Linked DNA regions of Dromaius novaehollandiae: region 1 is linked to region 2. A link is a contact called in public Hi-C data. All regions are on one chromosome and are shown on one strand. The core of a region is the stretch at or near the end of the contact, and the rest is flanking DNA. Distances in the headings are between cores, read along the strand shown. Region 1 holds the start of RPRD1A (regulation of nuclear pre-mRNA domain containing 1A). Region 2 has its middle 13 kb from the start of FHOD3.

Region 1 (2,700 bases), core at 67-2,566, 510 kb after region 2:
CCTCCAGAAAATATTATTTGAATGTTAATTTCTAAATTACTATTCATATTTAATTTTTCTAATGCTTGCATCTGTGTTAGCTCTATCTTAATTTTACTTCAGTGGCCAGTTCTATATAATGCCAATAGCGTCCTCTGCTGTACCTAGCAAAAATAGCAAGGTACTACAAATCCTCTTTCATTCATGATTACCAAAATGCAGTGAATTTATAGAAAATGAGATTTCTCAAAGATTTGTGCAGCTCTTCACTTAAATTCTTCTGCCAGGAATCATCCAAAATCATCCATGCCAATTTTGTGAATAGAATTCACATGAAAACACATAACACCCCCAAGGTCTTATGTTTTTGAAATGTATCGGATTTCTCTAAGAAGCAGCATTAGGAAAATTCCCTGAAAAGAGTGCTCTCACGATTATCACCTGGGCCATCTTCTCTGAATGTCAGACATGAAATAGGGAAAATGAAATTTAGAGTTTTTAAAAACAAAAATTACAGATTTTTTTCTCAATTAGCTTGTTGCTGTTTGGTAAGAAGCAACTGGATGCGCACATGACTACAGGAATACTCTGTCTTAAGAGTGAATACTTAAAACATTGTCAGGATGCCCCAAAGTAAAGTATATTTTTCTGATATGTATATAATTTTATAGAAATATTAAAACAGTATCTGTGAAAGACATTGTCTGAAGTTATGATTAACTACCCAGAAATAGGGCTCCAGAGAAATTTGTAGGAGCTGAAGTTCATAGTTCTCTGAAAACGTCAGTTACTCAGTAATGTCTAAATAAGATGTGATGTGAGGCAGTTTTAGAAGACTAGAAAAGCCACACATGCTCAGCAGTAGAGACTATCTTTCACACAGGCACGTACTAAATAGATTTGGATTCTTTAGAGTGAGAAAAAAAATACTGAAGGTGATACAATATTAAGTCTCTAAAACAATAACCACCACAAAACACACGGGAGCAGGGAGCAACTTTTATTCACTATTGCCACAAAAGCAGAACTAAGGGGCATCCATCAAAGCTTTAATGGAACAGGTCTGAAACAAGTAGGAGGAAATACTCCAGCACACAATCCATCACTAAGAAAAAGAGAGCGAAAGAAAGGGTTTTTTAGAAAGAGTTTGATCGGGACAAAAGACTGAAGGAAAGACATAAGCGAGCCGCAACGCTCCTTGGTCTGGCAGCTGACACCCGCTGAGGCCAACTGCCCCCGCCCCCGTTCCCTAACGGTCGGGCGGTTGGGGCACGCGTGAGGGCGGCGCGCGCACAAAAGGCGGGAACCGGCATAAGCCCCCTTCCCCCCGCCTCCCCTCCGCCGGAAGTGAGGCGCGGAGGAGGAGGGGCGGAGCCCGGCAGGCCTCCGGGAGGGTCGGCGGCCGCCGCCGCCATTTTGTTCGCGGCGGACTGCCGGGGCGCGCGAAAGTGGCGGCCGGCGAGGCGGGAAGGAAAGGGCCGGGCCGGGGAGCGGCGGGCTCCTCCCCCGCTGGGGCGGAGCGGCGGGGCCTGAGCGCGGCCGGGCAGCGGGGGCGGCAGGGTCGCGGCCGAGCGGCGGCCCGGCATGTCGGCCTTCTCGGAGGCGGCGCTGGAGCGGAAGCTGTCGGAGCTCAGCAATTCTCAGCAGAGCGTGCAGACGCTGAGCCTCTGGCTCATCCACCACCGCAAGCACTCGGCGCTTATCGTCAGTGTGTGGGAGCGGGAGCTGCGCAAAGGTGAGGCTGCCGCCGCCGCGGGGCCCCTTCCCGCCTGCGGGTGCTGGATGGGGCTTTTACCGGGGACGGTGGCGGAGGTGGCGCCCGGCCGGGCTGCGGGTGAGGGGCCGCCCTCGGGGTGTGCCTGCCTGGGGAGGCCTGCGTGGTCTGCCGAGGCGGGGAAGGGGGGCGGGTCGACCGCGGTGCCTAGGGAGAGCGGAGCCACCAGGACAAGTAACAGACCCCGGTTTCTTGATGGCTGTGGGGTTGGGAGGTGTTTCTCCTCCCTCTTCTCTCTCCCCTGCTCTGGCTCCCCTCTTTATTCCTGCTTCCTCCCTCCCAGAGATGCTTCTGAGGATGCTGCTTTTCCTGTTAACTTGTCCTTCTTCTCAGCGTCAGAAAGGAGAGGGCAAAAGAAGGGAAAGAAGGCGGCGAGCACGGGGTATAGGGCTTCTTGTTATAATAATGGTAGTTAAAGTACTTGCAACTTAACGAGAGATAAGGCATGTAAACGGTTATCTGCAATGATGTTAGCTCTGAAACGGTCTGTGTTGGCTGACATGGTGGCTTTGCCCACTTACACCAGCAGTTATTCTCGTGGAGCAGCTGAAGATGGGAATACTTCAGGGGATTAGTGAATAATATGTCCAAAGTGTTTTTTTTTACTTCCTGTTCTTGCAAGTGGGCTAATACTGATGATAGCATAATACAGATGAGTTTGTTTCTTTAGGTGTATTCATTATTTGATATTGTTGAACATACAGACTTAGATTTCTGTATGGCTTTCCTTTTAACAAGAAAGAACTTGCAACTCTAGCAAGTGGTTTAGGGAGTGAAAGGCAGAGATGGCATGTGAAACTTTACTTGACCTTCCTGGAAAGTAACTGGATCTTAAGTTGGCTCATCTTAAAACAAACCAACCAAAAAAAACCCTAAAACCCCACTTCCTAAAGCTCTAGCATGGTCTAGAAGATGTTACAGCCTTCCAGTAGTTACCTTTCTACCCC
Region 2 (2,700 bases), core at 160-2,659:
TCTGCCACTGCTTTGTCACATAACACAAGGCATAGAGTTTCATGAACTGGTGTTTGGCTAAATTGAGGTCTTCCTACTGACTGTCAGAGGATAAAAGTTAGGTGCAAACTGCAAATGCTATGAAATATTCCATCGGGTAGCAATGGACCTGTGTGAGATTGTGGCTAAGAGCATGAATATGCTATGTATGGGGCAGGAGTTAGCTTATCATCTGATCATAGCTCTTATTTCTGGAAGATGTCAGTCAAAAAAAATATTACAGTGTTGTTTTTCATATTACTTTAATTGGAAAGGGTTGAGATGTGGAGCTACTTGCTCCCATCCATGAAGAGCAAAGATTTAAGAAGACAAAGGGGGGGACTTAAAAGACAGAAGAAGCAGAAGAATGTAAAAATTGAGCTTACATCAATATTTAAAAGTATGGAAAAAAGTAGTAAAGCAAATACTAGTTTTCTTCATTACATTCCTGGTGGTTTATGACTGGTTAAGCTTCAGTTAATTAACATACCTAAGCAAAGATGTAATGTAAATACATTGTTAGTATTTTAAGTAACATGTAAACACTACAAAATGACTAAGAAAGCTGCTAACATTTGTGTAGCTAGGTTTATTTTATCAAAAACCTTTACATATTTACTATAATCTTATACCTTGAGACCAGCAAATTTCCATATATCTCCTGATTAAAACCTGCGTGACACAGAAGGATTAATTTTCTGGCAGTGGCAATCTGAAACTCCAAATTTATTAGGCAATGTCAGCGCTAACATTTTTAGTACCCTTTGCTCCACAATAATTAATTGCCATGCTAACTTGACCTAATAACACAATTGAAAATGCTAGTCTGGATATTCCGCAGACTTTTTTCTCCCAGGACTCAAATACTTGTGGTTTTTCTTCAGAATGTCCTGGAATAAACATTTGTGGCATGTCTAGACGGGCACTTAGAGCTGAGTTCAGTTAACTTGAGTTAATAGGTAATCAATTAACTGGAGGTAAAAAGGGACCAAAACCACTATTCTAGGCATATTCACATTGATTAAACAACAGAAGAAGTGCTGCATGCTGACTTCATGATCGTCATCTTTTCTATTTAAATGTAAGGTACATTGGAAAACATTTACATCTGAAAGTTGATAGAGGAGAAATTATTGATATAGTAGTCCTGCATCTGTCTGTAAGCACTATGTGTCTCTGAGAAGTAACTTTCTCCAGTTATGACAGTCTCTAGGACAGGAAAAAAAAGCTATTGTACATCTGATCTACAACAGATCTGAAAAAGCAACATTATGCAGATGTATGAGAGAGACATAGCTGTATACGAATGCATTGCATGGTTGCTAATGCTTTACACTAGAATAATATTTGGAGCCCTAGCTAGAGGTTGTGCTTCCCCTGCTTTGTGAGATGTCGTGGCTAGAGCACAAATCAGGCCTGTTGGGGCATTGCAGGCTGTCAGATTGTTACTGCTGTGGGCTAACTAGCCATAAACAAAGTTCAAAGAGCGCACTGGAAATAACTCTCAAAACTTGTGTTGTGCTGTCAGTGTTCATTCAAGCAAGACTGGCTGAAAATGTTCTTCACAGCTTGTAGTTTCTGACCAAGTTCCCCTGTTGACATTCTCAGCAGAGCATTGTATTTATTGCATCAACTGTATTTGCTTTTCATTTTATAATATTTCATTCTACCCTGGAGTTCTGTCAGGTGTTCCTTCAAGTTTACTGCAGTGTTCATGACAAAAACCTACAGTATTAATTTTGCAGTCTAGAAGTGATTATACTTAAGTGGTATTCTTGTTTGTTATGTTTTATGCTTACAAAGTGTGCTGAGATGACAAATCTTTATTTCTTACTCTAAAAATGAGCAAAGCTAATGCTCTTGGCAAGATGGTGTCTGATAATCTTGTAGAACTGAACACTCTGACGGCTGTGTTCACATAAACTGCAGTTTACATGATATACACACAAATGCACACACATGTAATGTGTCTGCAGACCTAACAGCACAAAGGCTTTTTTTTAGGATCAAAGTAGTCATTTCAACGCAAAAAGTGGAATCATTGACTCATGTGAGTCTCCTTAATAGTACTACAGTGGCATACACAGACCTACTTTTGCTGCTGCAGTGATCTTGCTTAGAAAACAAATGGTCACATGCATACATCCCTGTGTATAATAATTACATCTTTAAAAGTTTCCAGCAAAGATACGACCCAAATTCATTTTAATCTCTAAAATCCACTTTCCAATCATTTGGGCAGGTTCCTCAAACAAAATGTTTGCAAGGAGAGGCAGAAGGATGTATCCAGGACTAGAGAACCTTTACAAGTTTTCATATTGAGCTATGTACCACAGTTAAATTTTTATCCTTGGATAACCTAAACATGATTTAGCTATTAAAAGAATGGGGTAAAGCTCAGTTCACACTAGCTCTTTAGTGGCAAACTTCAGCTGGGCATCAGCTTTAATGGTAAATTACAGCATCGTGGTTCCTCATGCTTCAGCTCTTTTTCAGATCTCATTTAATTATTTTGTTAATGCATTCAGCTTTACCTTTCTCTCTATATAGAGAGAGCTGGGGTTGTTTTGCTGCTAGTGTCCTGCTCTGTGACATCCTAGAACTGCTGGAGGTGTAATAGCAGTTTGTAATAGCCAGGGTTGCCAAAGCCTGAGGTTAAGCTCTTAGGCCTATATTTAGCCA

What was found. A called contact is a pair of places that touch in the nucleus more often than the background predicts.
Region 1: a contact with region 2 is called in a Hi-C map of liver, with 9 times the contacts expected there. The contact joins the promoter of RPRD1A here to the enhancer-like site in region 2. A contact is called at or near these places in 3 of 4 Hi-C or Micro-C datasets (brain, liver and ovary).

Annotation. Positions count from the first base shown.
Region 1 is chr2:67,896,222-67,898,921 of bDroNov1.hap1, forward strand. It overlaps RPRD1A (regulation of nuclear pre-mRNA domain containing 1A), which reads left to right and starts at 1,317. Exons shown (of 7, transcript XM_064506712.1): 1 at 1,317-1,714. The coding sequence starts at 1,564.
Region 2 is chr2:67,383,167-67,385,866 of bDroNov1.hap1, forward strand. No RefSeq gene overlaps it. Among named protein-coding and RNA genes, the nearest start is that of FHOD3, 13 kb to the right of the region's middle. Within about 2 kb of position 1,410, at least 1 of the 2 cell types and tissues checked has open chromatin away from gene starts, as enhancers often do.